Regions from separate parts of the Pan troglodytes genome. Here region 2 is linked to region 1. The links are chromatin contacts, called in public HiChIP or PLAC-seq maps. All regions are on one chromosome and are shown on one strand. Each heading gives the region's core, a stretch centred on a gene start, on an enhancer-like site or on the middle of the called end of the contact. The rest is flanking DNA. Distances are from core to core; before and after follow the strand shown. Region 1 holds the start of LOC738544 (serine/arginine-rich splicing factor 8). Region 2 holds the start of SESN3 (sestrin 3).

What was found. HiChIP or PLAC-seq counts read pairs in DNA pulled down with a chosen protein or histone mark.
Region 2: an H3K4me3 HiChIP or PLAC-seq map of stem cell-derived excitatory neurons shows a contact between it and region 1, with 2.5 times the contacts expected there. The contact joins the promoter of SESN3 here to the promoter of LOC738544 in region 1. A contact is called at or near these places in 1 of 7 Hi-C or Micro-C datasets (stem cell-derived neural progenitor cells) and 1 of 1 datasets of contacts at active chromatin or transcription factors (stem cell-derived excitatory neurons).

Annotation. Positions count from the first base shown.
Region 1 is chr9:97,169,169-97,177,111 of NHGRI_mPanTro3-v2.0_pri, reverse strand. LOC738544 (serine/arginine-rich splicing factor 8) reads right to left here and starts at 4,364. Exons shown (of 2, transcript XM_009424020.5): 1 at 1,603-4,364; 2 at 281-1,130. The coding sequence starts at 2,558. The coding sequence ends at 1,710.
Region 2 is chr9:97,339,379-97,347,321 of NHGRI_mPanTro3-v2.0_pri, reverse strand. SESN3 (sestrin 3) reads left to right here and starts at 2,838. Exons shown (of 11, transcript NM_001280335.1): 1 at 2,838-3,208.

The DNA of each region.
Region 1 (7,943 bases), core at 3,115-5,614:
GTGTCTTTGGATTCTACGTAGATTTATATTTGTAAAATATTACATTTGTCATGACCAGAAGAAATGTCATTATCGTAAAATTTAGATTCTGGAGTCTATATATGAAAGCAATACTAACTACTAACTGTTATAACAACAAAATGTGGGATGTATATCTACAGACCACAGCCACCTTGCCAGTTCATTCAAGAATCGAATCCTGGATTTAGCAGTTTCTGCACAAAGGGAATGAAATATTTTTAATTGATAATTCAGTCAAAAATATTAGTGAAGATCCCTATGATTGAAAGAATAAATTTATTCAATTGGCTCCAGTGTAATCCTATTGTCACCAGATCATTGACACCAAATTGTTATTTTTCCCTTTGCTAGTAAAGGCATAAGCAGAAACAATTGCAAAAGAACACATAACATCTAGTAGGGATAATGATGAAAGCCAAAAATGGATTATTTGAAAATAATTTTGGAAGTAAAAAAACCATAGGTGTGAGGAAAAAAGAGAGAAACTACAAATAAACTGCATTGTGATAAAACAATAAAGGACATAGCTAAAAGCCTATTAAGGATTTTTTAAAAATTATATTTTGAGAAACACTTGGTGCTAATAATTTTCTCAAAAGTACAAATATCCAAAAGTCATACAGAAAATAAAACAACCTACTTTCCATCAAAAGTTTCTAATTTTATTTTGAGAAAAGATAACACCAAGAAAACAATTTTAACTACAGAAACAATGGTTAGCGTAAAAAATTAATAATCAAAAAGATAAACCATGTTATAAGTACTTAACAAACTTATAAACTATTTCTTCCATAACATTCTCCATATTTTAAGTTCATACATGTTGATATGATCAGATTTACAATTTTTCAGAAAAGACGGGGGAAAAGGTGTGATTATCATCAGCTAGATGTGCTCACTGCATGCTCCATTATTTATCTGCAAGGCCTGGGTGACTGGAAGTGCAGTTGACAGGCATTTTAATAAACTGGACAGCCATTTGTTCTTCAGGACAAGGCGTGTTTTCCCCAGGAGCAATCAGAAGAAAACAGGAAGCAGCTCAGCACTCTGCACTGCAACAGGCCACCTTAATAGCTAACCAGCATCACTCAACTGCTACGCAGCCGGGCCTGGTGCACAAAAACACAAAAGAGATTAGACCTGTGTTTGCTAAAACCCCAGTCCTTTCACATGAAAAATCTTTATACAAATTTGAGTCATACTACCTTTTAGACATGGAGGTAAATAAAATTATCCATATTAATTTACACCACCTTTTGTAGGTTTTTAAGGAATGAAGGCAATGTTGAAGCAATGTCTTGACAGCGTTAGGCTGTGTGTAATGGCTGCACACGTTTCCTTAAAAGTCAGGAGGCCACAAATTAGGTTACCAATCTGTTCATTTCAAACCAAAACAGTCATCACTATAGAAATAAAAATAAATTTTTGCCTCAAATATCCAAACCCAATAACGTAATCTTAGGTCGTTCACCTCCTAAGTTACAATAAAATGTGAATAACAACAAAACGGCACATAGAATGAATTTTGCCACCTGATGCAAAGCTTCAAACTGGCAAAAAGGTAGAAAAGTGTGACACAACCTTTTCAATAGGCAGCCTCTTCTTCCAGGGACGTTGCTTCCATAGACTGAGTATGTGATCCTTTTCCCCAAGTCCTCCATCACGTTGCTTCCTGATGCATCATTTTCTTAAGAGGACATCTGTCCTTCCTCTTCAGGAGACTTGGGGGGCCTCTTGGATCGCGACCTTGATTTGGATTTCCTCTTGGATACCCGGGGAGGACTCCTGGTCATAGATGAAGACCTGGACCGCGAGCGAGACCTGGAGACCGAGGAGGACTTGGATCGTCGCGCAGAGCTCGATTTGGAGGTTGATGCAGAGCGAGAGCTAGTGGAGGACCCAGACTTCGAGTGAGACCGGCTGCTGTGATATCGGCTGTAGCGAGAGTTACTGTAACCAGATGAGCTGTAGTGAGATCCGCCGTAGCGAGATTCCCTGTAGCGAGATCTGCTGTAGGGAGAGCGGCTGTAGCGCGACCGGCTGTAAGGAGATCGGCTGTAGGGAGACCGGCTATAGCGAGAACCCCTATAGCGAGATCGGCTGCGGGACCTGGAGCAGCTGGGACCCCGGGATCGGCTGCGGTGTCGCCGCCTGGGGCTGCGGCTCCGCCGCCCGTAGCTGCGGCTCCGCCGTCCGTAGCGGCCGCCTCTGGACCTGCCGCGTGGCTCTCCCTGGCGGCTGCGGGGCAGGTCCCGGCGGCCATAGCGCGCCACCTGCACCCGCAGCTCGCGTCCGTCCAGCTCCGCCCCGTCCATGGCGGCCTCGGCGTCTTGGGCGTCGCGCCGGTCGTGAAAGCGGACGAAGGCGAAGCCCCGGGGCGCCTTGGTGTGGGGCTCCCGCGGGATGTACACGTCGCCCACGCGCCCGTACTTCTCGAACACGCGCCTCAAGCTGTCGGGAGAGGTGCGGTAGGTCAGGTTGTCCACCTTGAGGGTGATCATGCCGTCCACGTCGGGAGGGGGGCGGCCGCAGCTCATGGCTCCGAGAGCAGCCCGGGCCCGGAAACTGGCGCTGCTCTGGGCGCTGACGGTGCGACCTGCGTTTCTTTCTCGCGGTTGCGCCCCGCGTGGGGACGCCGGGAAAGGCCGGGCGGAGAGGCAGGCGGCGGAGCTCCGCAGGGAGCGCCCTGGAGCAGCAACTTCCGAGTTCCCAATTTCAGGCCAAATACTCCAGGACCCAGAGGAAGGTTTCCTTTTGGTAGCTGAACTCCAAATGAAGCCAGGTCCCGAAGATCCTGGCCTTGTACCTGGGCAACATCCTAACCTAATCAGCGCCCAGCTAATGTAATCACTGGGCTGGATTTACATTAGACGTCCCACCCTCCCATGCCCCTCCCTATTATTCTACGTTTTAAACCAATCTTAAGAACAAAGCTAACTGATTAAAGGTCAATTTATGGGAACAGGCAATCCAGACAAATATTAAACAAAAGAAACCTAGGGCAACAATATTAATATCCAGTGTATTGATAGGATCAAAGGAGCACATTTTATAGTTATTGAAAAAGAAAATTCACTAGGAAAACATTACAGTGATGAACTTAACGCACCTAAACACATAACAGTGACACATAGCCAAGACTGAGAGTTATAAGGTAAAACTGAAAAATCTGCACTCATGATGGAAGTTTTTTTCCCCGTAACACCGTTTTCTCAGAAAACAATAGTGCAGAGAACAAAACTAGTAATGCTATAATAATTTGCACAACAAACAACAATTTTGATCATATAACCTGCAACAACCAAAAATATATAGAAAACACTCAGAAGAATTTCCCAATACAAGACTACAAAATAAATGTCAATTAAAATGTAATAGGTCAATAAATTCAGCACATCTGGACCGCAGTGAAATAATATTGAAGGTTAAAAATAAAAAACCTGAATCCAATCATATTTACTTGAAAATTAATAACCACATTTCTAAAACTTTTTTTATGTTGAAGTCAAGCAATTAGTAAAACAAAACCAAAACAAAAAATAAAACATTAAAATAAAAATAGAATTACAAATAAAAGGGACAATATGTTTTTTTAAAAGATGATTAATAAAACTGAAATCTAACACTTTTAAAGAAAAAAACAATCTAGCAATACTGATGAAGAAATACAGTTTCTAAATCTGGAAAGGAAATATACAGAAAGGGCCGAGAGCATCTTGGAGTGCTGGAAAATAAGGATGTGATAAATAGAAAACAAACAAAAGCATTGATGGGGTAATTCTAGAGGGGTACAAAAACCAATAAAACAGCTCCCAATGGCCAAATCTTGAACAATTTAAGGAACAAACTAAAATACCACTATATCATATTCCAAAATATAAAATAAATATTAATCTGTGCTGTTGTAAATAAATGATTAAATAAATTAACACATTGGAGAAAAGAGAGAAAACTCTGCAGGAGAATTCTAAATTAATTAAATTAATTAAAATGTTGCTGATTTTGAAAATGTTATGTAACCTTATATACATAGAATTGTGCTTTTTATATTTTAATGTATTTTGTGTTTTATTTCCCTCATCTATGTGTTCCATGTAGCTGTACTTGATCCTGTTACCTTGCCGTAAGGCATTCAATGGTATAAATGTTTGTGCTGTTGATGGGCACTTGGGTTGTTTCCACTTTTGACCTCTTACAGTGTTGCTCAGAACACGCTTGGACATGTATACTGGAGCTCATGTGTCCTCTTAGGTATGAATGGATCCCTTGTCACAGAATACAGGCAGCCCACTGTAACCTCTGGCTTCAGCATCGGTGAATTCAGCCAACTGTGGGTAGAAATTATTCAGAAAAAAAAACAATAAAAATAAATAGAACATAATACGGTAAACAATTATTTACATAGCATTTTCATCATAATGTAAGTAATCTAGAGATGACTTAAAGTATGTTGGAAAATACGTATAGGTTACATGCGCATACCAAGCCATTTTATATACGGACTTGAAAATCCTCAGAATCCTCAGGGGTTACTAAGGACCGAACCCCATCCACCTGCAGAATATCAAGGGACAACTGTATGTGAATTCAAACTTTACCATGCCTGATTGTTTTTCAACAGTTTTTATCAATTTACACACAGGATAGCTGTGTATGAGGGTGCTCAGTGCTCTTCACTTTTGCAAACCTTTGGTGAATGTCAGACTTTTTAGTTTTAGCCAGTTAGGTGAGGGCATTAAGATTTGTTTTACCTGTGATTTCGTCCCCACACAACAGCCTGGGGTGACACAGTGAGATTTTGTCACTTAAAACTTAAAAAAAAAATTCATTTCCCTAACTGCAAATGAGAGTGAGTAATTTTTTCGTGTTCATTGGCCATTTGGATATTCTTACTCATAAGCTGCCTATTATGTATTTTGTCCATTTTTCTATTGGGTTGGCGTTCTCTGCACTAGCTCTTTATATATAATGGATATCAGCTCTTTGCTGGATATGAGTAATACAATATCAGTTCACACTCCTTGGTTTGTCATTTCTCTCTTTTTTTCATATCTTTTGATGAACAGAAATCCCTCTTTATTTCTAATAGTAAAATATTATTTAAAATAGCTAACATACCTGGTGACTATAACATGGCAAACACTGTTCGGTTTACTCTTGGTACAATAAATCATTTAATTCTTATGACCTATAAGAAAATTCTTACCTCCAATTTTCAGATGACAGAACTGAGTCATTGAGACATTAAGTCACTTGTTCAAGGCGGTAGAGCTTGACTGTTAGAGTCAAATATTTAAATGACAACCCCCAAAATGATGCCTTAAAACAAAAAAAAGACTTCTCCCTTATCAAACTGTAATATTTGAGCTGATATCAACAGTACCTCTAAGCACAGATACTGAGACCAGACACAGATACGTGTACAGTTGACCCTGGAACAATGAGGGGGTTCAGGGTGCTGAATCCCTGTGCAGTTGAAACTCCTCAAATACTTTTGACTCCTCCCAAAACTGAACTACTAAGAGCCTGCTGTTGACTGGAAGTCTTACAGATATCAACGGTTGATTAACACAGATTTTGTATGTGACATGTACTAAATACTGGATTCTTACAGTAAAGAAAACTAGAGAAAAGAAAATGTTTTTAAGAAAATCATAAGGAGGAGAAAATGTATTTACTATACTGTACTATATTTATGGATACCTTAACCGTTTACAAGATGAATAGCCTGTCTGAAATGGCTGGCAACCTCACTGCGGACCTCAATGTACACTACACATCAAGCAATTCAACATTTTCTTATACTGTCGTGACTTTTCTCTGCTTCCTGGGAACATTTCCAGCATCACTAGTGGCACTTCGTCTGGGCCCCATAGTATTATTCAAGCTTTAGGATATTGCCGTAAACATGATACTCAAGAGATCACTTTTTACTGTGATAGACAATTTACCAGAGAGAAAAAAGTTGCTCAGGCAGAGATGAGCATCTCTGCAGCATTTTAAGAGTATACTCACCACACGAGCTCACTGCAATGGCAAAAGGAAGAGGCTACAAAATTCTTAAAATAATACAGTATTACTATAGTTAATTTTATGCAGTTATGATTTAATACTATATCTTTGCATTTGTTTACATTTATCTCAACTTCAAATGGCATTATGTATGGTCTGTGTGTGTGTGTAAATTCTGATAAATTTTAGCTTTTTGTAACAGGATTGTACATATTTTATGGTAGCAAATGTTAAAATACACTAATATCTATAAATATTTTATGCATTCATGACACACCTAATTTTTTCTTATATTTTTCAATATTTCTAGAGTACAAGATACATCTGGGAGCTTTTTCAAATTGTTCTAAATCTCCAAAAAATTTACCAATACAGTTGTGGGAAAAAAAATCCCTGTATAAGTGGACCCATGCACTTCATTTGTTCAAGGCTCAACTGTATATGTGGGAGTCTGTATATAATAAAGGTGGCTTACCAATCCCATGAAAAGCAATCGACAATTCAATAAGAGATATTGATATTGGGGGGAAAAATAAAATAGAGCTCTACCGTGCACTACTTAGAAGAGTAAATTAGTGATGGATTAAAGACTGTATAAAAGAGAACTTTAGGGCTATTTGAGAATATACTGAAAAATGTGTTTATGAATTCAAGGTGGGAAAATTATCTTAAAGAAGAGCCAAAAGCACAAACCACGATGAAAATTTCTGACATATTTAACTCATTCCAGTGTAATGATGACATAAAAAATTGAGACAAGATACAGGCTGGAAGAACAGTTTTGTCATATGTAAAATGGACAATGAATAAGTATCCTGAAAACTTCCACAGATCAATAAAAACAATGAGTCAACCCAAAAGAAGGGATCGAAGCCTTAGAAAAGGCAACTCAAAAAAAGAGGAAATCCAAATGGCCAATAAATATGAGGAGATGTACAAGATCACTAGTAATTGAGAAAATGCAATGAGACACTTTTTCTCAATTTAAATTAGAAAAAGTGAAACGATCTGACAGTGTAAAAATGGGCCAAGATATGGGGAAACCAGAACTGTCCCACTGCTAATGGAGATAGAAATTGTAGACTGACCTAGCTATTCTTAGAATAATTGAAAACAAATATCAGTATAACCAAGGAACTCTAGTTCTATGCACACAGCTGTTCAAGAAAGTGTTGTTTGACATAACAAAGATGTGGAAATAATCTACATGTCCATCAGCAGGGGAATGAATAAAATAAAAAATTACACAGGTCTGTTGACTCTGTTGGAGTCACTAGGATCTATATACGTAGCAATCTGTTCAGGCCTTGTAATATTGAGTTTTTAAATAGGTAGCAGGAGGAAGAGAAGTTGTTAAAACCAAACCTGACATATCATCTTGGCTCTGTAGACTTCCAACTATAAACATGAAGAATATGCATCGAACTCATAATTGTTATTTCTCAGAAATGAAGAGAAGCCTTCAGAAATGAAGGAACAAAGGTCATGGGAGAGGACAAAGATGGCTCTATACTTGCTTTTAGATAATTTTCATTATTAATGTTCCTTGATTTTCCAAAACAAAACAGTACAGAATAGCAAAAGCTTATGATTGGACATGGGCAAACAGCTAGATATGGGCAAATTTTACAAAGAAGAGTGACCCAAATTGAGATTGTCAGATGAAGTAACATAGAATTCTAATTGCAATTGCTTGAAGAAGCCCTGCACAGCCACCCCTAACTCCCTGAACTTTCCAGAAGACTAATTCAGAAGCAAGTTTAGCTGTACTATTGCTTGCTCTTATTTGGCAAGAGAATGTAAAATATTTATGAAAGTAGCTGAATAGAAACAGGAGGACAATAGGAGTAATATTTTCTACAAGTTATTTGTGTGTTTATGTTTCTTTTCTTTTACTATCCAAGATTTTT
Region 2 (7,943 bases), core at 1,589-4,088, 170 kb before region 1:
GTAAATAATGCAGCACTTTCCCAGCAATCCAAATGCTTTGGGTGTCCCCTTGAGAAAGAAAAAGAAGACTGAAGAGGCAAAATGTTAGAAAGTGACCTATTGTCTCAAGAAATGGAGTTTTAAAAATATCTTTAGTAACTGATTTTTCTCAATTAACTCCTTATTTTGAAACTATAGAGGAACTCAGTTCTTTGGTCAATAGAATGAGAATATTTAAAGAAGTAAACAATTTCAAGTCCAAAGTCACAGCATATTATTAACAGGGTAACTTCAATCAAACGTGCTAAACACAAAAATTTTCCTTCAACCCTTCCTACACCTCCAGTTTGTGGTAACAACTTTCATTTTATAAAAGAGAGAATGATGCTCAACCCATAATAGTTAATACGTTCAATGTCAGAGAAGGATTGGTGACAGGTAAGAACATGAACCTAATCTCTCTGCTTCAAAGCAGTGGATTTTTCTGAACAATTCAATTCGCATTTATTGGGGGGCTTTTATAAAGAGTGAAATTCATTACTTTCTCCAAAACTTTTTTTGAGCACTTCCCTATCAGTTGAGCTAGGAGCCAAGGATACAAAGTAAACGTTACTCTATCCCTGCCTTCAAGGGGTTTGAAGTCTAATGAGAAAACAGGAGTTAAACCTATCATTTCCCTAGTGAGCTTTTTGGTAAAGAAGAGGTATAGAGGGGCACTATGGATGCTTGGACAAGTGCTTGATTCGGGAAGTGTTTCAACAGAAGATATTCACCAGGCAGAAGGAAGAAGGGAAAGGGATTAAGGTAGAGGTAGGTGGAATACTGATGGGCCTTATGCAGAATGATAGCTTTCAAATGATTGCTCTCACCTGTGTTCTTATTCAAATCTTTCCACAAAATATTATAGCAAGTTGCACCATGAGCCTTAAGACATATGTATACCCTTTTACTCAGAAATTCCAGGCCTAGGAATCAGAGATGCTGCCAGAAACTTAAGTATGAGGAAGTTTATTTTGTTATTTACAATCATGAAAAATCTGAAACAACCCACATATTAAACAATAGCATAAGGATTAAGTAAGTTATGGTACATCCAAGCCATGTGATTTTATGGATTCTTTGCTTAAAAAAATTACACTTTAAAAGAATAATCCAAAACAAGCAACATGATTATGAGATAACAGTTTTGAAATGATGTACAATGTTTAATGAAGTATCATCCTAATTTTGTAATAAAAAATTAAAAAGTAGTTATCAACATTGGTTGTAATTTTCACTCATATCCTACTTTTCTAAAGTTCTTTCTTGTTTTAAACATACCAGACAACAAAAGGGGTGGAGTTTCTCCTTGTTCTATGTGCAATAAAAAGAACTGGCTTTTGTTTCTTTTCCTCTTAAGTGTGATCCTGGGTTTGAAATAAAATTCCCTTTATAATATTCAGGCTGGCCAAGAAAGGAAGGAAGGTCAGGTGAAGAATGGAAGAGAAAGGAGATGTCCAGAAACTGAACATTTCCATGAGAGAGGAGAATAACTATGATGGGAATGAGGGTGTGAGGACAGATCAGAAAGGGTGGCTGCTGTGTTAAGAATAAGGTACTGGCATTGAGTAGTTGAGGGCAGAACATAAACACATACATAATGGTTCACTGTAAGAAATGTCACAATGTAATACATGATTAACTTCCAAATAAATAGCACTACAGACAATACATATTATAATAGTTTGGAGGAATTTGGTGCAGAGAGCCATCATATGGTCAGATACATGTATGTGACCATGTATTATTGAAGATATTCATCTACTAAAATCTTCCTTTAGCGATCTTTGTTAGAGGGTGTTATTGTATAGGACTAGATTCTCTCGGCTTTCCTTTCTGGAGGATTTAGTTACTGAAGAAATTAAAGGAACTCATTTCGAAAGGATTTTAGCTGTCAAGTGAAAAAAGAAAAGAAAAGGTTATAAGAAGAATGTGCTAGAAAACAATATGAATTTAAAATTCTATTTGAGAAAATTCAATCTGCACAAAAATTCACTTCATCCTTCAATTTCTCCTTTCCTTTAAAATATACTCAAATAAAATCTGCTTTAAAAGCCAGAACCAGCCAGGAATATAGCCCAAGAAATTTACCACTAAATGGGGACACATATGTGTTTCTTAGAAAAACTGTGCCTTGCTGACTTTCTCCCTGCATTTCTTGGTTCTCTGCATCGAAGGGCATGTGGTAATTCCCTCCTTTTCTGAATTTACTTGCTTTTACAGTTTCTTCTAACTGAATCTTAAGCACCTTCCCCACACCATTCATTGCTCTTTAGTTATATATGTCTACACAGCATCAAGCGACCTTTAGCTAACACTGGCTAAATAGATCAACACCTTTACCCAACTACATAACTTAGACCCTTTTGGGGTTTTCTACTCTATTTTGATCTATTTAAACCTGATACTAGCAGATTTCCATTACCTTTGTTTCTTGTGTAGACTTGGTTTATATGTGTTGGTCTCTAAAAAGGGACAGAGAGGAGACAGCTGTTGAGAAATGAGAATGGCAGTTTTAACCGCACAAATTGGTCTAATAGCTTTGATATGCTAAACTTGCTAGCTCCTCCAAGTGTACCTTTCCGATTTTGCATAACACCACCCTGAATCCCTAAGGAAACCAGGGTTGTTTTTTTTTTTTTTAATTAAAAAGAAAAGAAAGAAATGCAAACCAGTGAAACCGTTCTTTTAAATCATCTCCACATAGATTTCATTCTACGAACTTCAGGCCTTCACAAATCCTGGTACGCTGGAGACCTTTAAAAAAGGAGAAGCCGAGAATACTGATTAGGTTCTAAAAATCGAAAACAGGTGATGTCATAATGCACAGTCCTGTGGCCACGGCCATGGCCGGGTGGGGAGCTGGGCTCCAGTGAGCACAGAGCTCCTTGCCAGTAGGCGATGCAAGTTATCTCTGGGGCCCGGAGGACACGAGTGAGGACCGGGCACCAATCAGGTTCTCGCTCTGCGCCGGCCTTTGTTCTCACTCTGGAGCAGGTTGCGGGCGTCTAGCATCGGGAACCCGCATTCGACTCGGACGCGCATTGCTAGCCCCTTCGGGAGACCTGGCTCCCCTACCCGTCTGTCCCCCCACACTCGGTCAGCCTGCGCTTTCCCCAGTCAAGTCTGCCTTCTCTCCGCAGAACGTGGACGCTAAAACCCTGACTTACCATTTTAAGCTTTAGAAGAGGTAGGTTTGTCCCAATAGTTTTAAACGGCAATTTGTTCTCTGAACCTTCCTTTCTGAGCAGGGCGCTGTGCTCTGCATGTATCCGAACAGCTGCCTCAGGAAGGTCTTTTGGGTGAGAAAACAAGCCCCTTTGGCCTTTTAGTGCTGGACAAGTAAATGAACTTACATCTCTAAGATAACTGCTAGAAGGTGCTTCACAAACAAGAGGAAACCGCTAAACCAGAGGTTTTGTGTCTCTCCCCTCAAACTCGATTACTTGCGTAAATATATATATAACTCAGACATTTATCCCCTATCCGCCTCCCAAGCCTCAAGTAACTGAAATCTTTGCAAAACAAGGTTCACAATAAATGATGCGTAAAGTTCTTTGAGATCCCTGGATACAAAGTGCTACATAACTGCAGTCTTCTTTACAGCTAAAGTTAGATTTTGGTGGAGAGAAAGCCTAACCACTGCCCTGAAGGAAGGAACATTTAATCCTCCCACTCCCCTCCCCCTTTCTCGAGAGATCAGGAAATATTTAGCTCAATCTTAGACTCTCTAGCGAGCTCTAGCTCCCAACTATTTATCTCATTCTCCTCACCACTTCTGCAGGGACCTGGAGAAGGGGGCGTAGCTTATCTTGGGGGTGGGGCTTGGAGGGCAGTATATTTGCATATGACACACCCTCGTCCTCTTATTGGCAGAGGAGAGCAAACTGTTCCCTGCTACCCTACTACTTAGCTAACCGCCATCTCCCTTCAGTTCCGAGCCTCGGAGATAAACTTAACTTGCCCGGAGATTCAAGGCTTCCTCGGCCCCTGCGATTGGCCGGCGCGACTCCCAGTCGGGCTCTCGTTGCTCATTGGCTGCGGGCTAGCGCCCTGGGGGCGTAGCCGGAGCTGTCCGATTGGCGGGAGGGGCGGTACCGGAGCGTGGAGGTGGTGAAGGTGGTGGGGCGGCGGAGGCGGGGCCGCACTGAGGCGCTGCGGCGGCGGCGGTGGCGGTGGCAGCGGTGGCGGCTGCTCGTCCTAGCCTGGCGGGGGCGGGGGTCTGGAAGATGGGGGCGGGTGGAACAACGGGCCGGTGAGGAGCAGCCGCCGCCGTCTCCGCCGTCGCTGGGGCAGCTGCCGCGGTGGTCGCCTCTGGCAGTGCCGCTAGCTTTCAGGCAGTCGCCTCTCCTCCCGACATCCCGCCTTGAGGAGGCTGAGGCGGAATCGCGGCTGGCGGCGGGGGGACGGACCGGCCCTGCAGTGGCCGCAGTGACAGCCCGGACCCGGCCCTCCGCCCGCTCTCGCCTCGGCGCCCGCAGCCACGATGAACCGGGGCGGCGGCAGCCCGTCGGCCGCCGCCAACTACCTGCTCTGTACCAACTGCCGGAAAGTGCTGCGGAAGGTACGGGTTCGGCCCGGGGTCCTGCCGGCGAGGGTCGCTTCCTGCCGGCCGGGGCTCGGGCGGCTCGTCCCCGGGCGCGCACTGGGGGAGGCTGAGAGGGATCCCCGGGCACCGTCCCTCCGCAGGGACTGAGAAAGGGGGCGTGGGTTGAGGGCAGGAGGGTTTGGACTGCTGCGGCTTTTTATTTCCGCCGGGACAGACCCAAGTCTGGAGGGGTTGGGATATTTTTTCTTCCCTTGTTCCTTTTATTTGGTGCCTTTGCTCTCCTTTACGGCTCATTTCCCTACCTTGCTACCCCGGGTCGGCTCCTTGGGCGGAGGGCGGGAGGGATCCGTTCGATCCTCCTCCCTGTGCAGTTTAGCTGTTGATGGAGGTCGGTGTGAAATCAGAGCAGCTGGGTCGGATCCCGAGGAACCTGGCCCCTCTTTGCTGTGGCTAACTCTTGCGAGTGTTGTTTTTGTTTATTCGGTTGCTTCTGCCTTGCGCGCCTTGCTCAACGCCCCCCGTTTTCAAATTGTTTGGATGGTAGTCCTGTGTCTGTAGTTCAGTCTCGAAAGGAACCAGTAAAGCATCTTGAACTTTATGCCCATGGGAAATGCAATTCGACCTGGCCAGTTCCTGAGGCTGGGGTTGGGGGAGGAGAAGACTGAGGTGGATGTGGGTTATTCCTCCTTAGCACCCCCCTCCCCCCGTGTTGATCCAGAAAAATGAGGCGCACCATCAGTTTATTGCTGCTTCCTAGAGTGACTGATAGAAAGTTTACTCCAGTATTGTTTAGCTTACTTGGCTTAATCGCCCCGTGGGGAAGGGCGAGAGGGATGGGGAAGGGAATGAAAAAAAGGTCTCTAGACTTTTTGATCAGATTTTAACAGCTGCCCCAAAGTAATATTATAATCAGTTTATTCGTATTCAAACTCTATTTTTACATTTTATTAAGTGGAAACGTTAGGTGAGACGCTTCTGTTTGTTCACTACAAATGAATTAAAATTGCTGAGCTGTGCAAATGCATCGGGACTGAAAGCGGAGATGAATATGGTACCGTTTTTAGTCAACATCTCTAAATACGGTTCACTTTGGGATTGTTCTTTCTACATTTTTTTTTTAAAAAGGAAGAAAGAAAAAAGCACATAAGTAAGCAAGCTCAAATATTTGCGCTCTTTGTCCAAAAACTGTTTTTCTTCCTCTGTGGGTCAGGCCAAGTGCCAATCAAAGTTGTTTTTCAAGCCTCTTTTCCCTGCAGTAGGGCTGCTGCTTTTTTTTTTCTTCCTATTTTATTTGAGAGCGTGAGAGCAAAGGGATTGCAGATTTGAGGTTAATTGAACAGTTAAATATGCCTTAAATTGTGTTTATTGGATATGTTTCTCTTGAAACAGATTTTTATTAAATGTGCATGTTGAGTATGTGCAGTTATTTTTTTCCATAAACTCTAGGATCAAATTACAGTTGATACTTGCTCAGCTCATTGTAGGGTAGCTTGTGAGAAATGTAATGGATCAGAAGTGCAGATCAGCTTAGTTGAATGTTAACTCTTTCACTGCAGGGCCAGATGTCATCTGAACTTAGCTTTCAAAAAAATTTATTTCTTAATTTTTAAATTGATGTTATGTCTTTGACATGAAAAAATGTGTCATTTAAGACATGTTTGATTAAAGTGCAGCCTGGTTAAAATGACAGCAAGTTATGTTTTTTAATTGAATAAGGAAAAAGAGCACTGTATTGACTTTGATAAAAAAATTTTTTAATGGCTCTGGCAATTTGTTAGGCTAATAAAATGTTTGGAGGTAATATTAGGCTTCAAAATGTATTTCATTTTTCTTTTGAGAGAGCTATGGCTATGGATCCATGACACTTTGCTAGCATTTAAGATATTACATCTTTCCTTTAGCTTTTAGGAAACTATTTCTGTTTACCTAGAAAGAACATCCTCATTTCTAGCCATTATTAAAAGAAACGTGGAAAAAGAGTATTCACATTTTCGTATTTTATAATTGCTGAGCACATCTCTGCCAGTATTCCAGTTTTTAGTAACTCCAAGGTATTTAATATTGATTCATGCAGTGGCATGAAATAACTTAATGGAAATAGGATTCTTTGAGCCAGTTATAACATGACTTGGCAACATTTGCAGCTTTTTAAAGAGTGCCACTTTGAAGTGCTCTTAAGAGAATCAGTATGTAGCATTTTAAATGTTTCATCATTCTTAAAATAACAATGAAAAGTTTATTTCTAATAAAGACATGTTTTTCTTGTTGATATAACTCTAAGTTAAAAGTCATCTATAACTCTCAAAATGTGATTCTTAGAGTTTATCTTGTTTTCCATTTAATAAAGTGTTCAGTAATGTAGCCAAGTGAGTCATAGTATTTTGAATGTTTGTTCAGTCTAATTCATAATGGAAGAATGAAACTCATGCTCATCCAGTGTGAATTACTTTTGCTTTTATATTTCTATATAATGATGGAAGAAGGGTCACCTTTATATGGGACAGAAAGTGTTATTCTCTCAGTAGGTGGCTTAATTTGTTGCAGTGTGTTGAATTTTAGGGCAACTTCACAAGGAATGGAATTCACCTTCAAATGAAATAATATGGTTTAACCCGATGCCTGAATATTGAATTATATATTGTATGAGAATTACATTTATTCTTAGAAGTCCGTTTACGGTTTTGATTTAGTATCCTCCAAAATAAAGAGACTTATTAAAATATTGAATGTACCTAATTTGGTAACCTTAGGTCAGTAAAAAGAATGGAGAGGTAAACCATATCCATAAATAAATTAACCATCAAAACTATCCTGAAATCCCTAACTCTTAAGTCTAACTTGCTCTATTGTCAATGGGGTAGTTCAGTAAAGTTTTTAATAAAAGAGGAAATGCTTCTATTTATTTTGTAAAGTTAACGAGTTTTTAAGTTTAATCTTTTACTTGAAGAAATTCTAGTGATAACTACAAGAACATAATCCTTTAATTTGAAAAGTCATGTGTCAAACTGCATTGAGGAAGGTAGGTAATTATCAGTCCACTCATCTTCCAGTAAATAAAAAAGTGGCATATTCCAATGTACTTTGGGTATTGAGCAGTTAGTGCTACTTAAATGAATAGTTTTGTGCTCTTTAGAGGATCTAACATTTAAACTTTTTTAATGTTAAGATAGTTATAGTGATATATCTTTGTATTGTTATTGCACTTTTCACTTTGTTATATGATCATATATTTTGACATCTTTTTGATGGTTTTATAAACAAAGATACTGTCAAAATGAAAAATACTAGATTGAGGACTGGGCATAGTGGCTTATGCCTGTAATCCCAGCACTTTGGGAGGCCAAGGTGGGCAGATCACGAGGTCAAAAGATCGAGA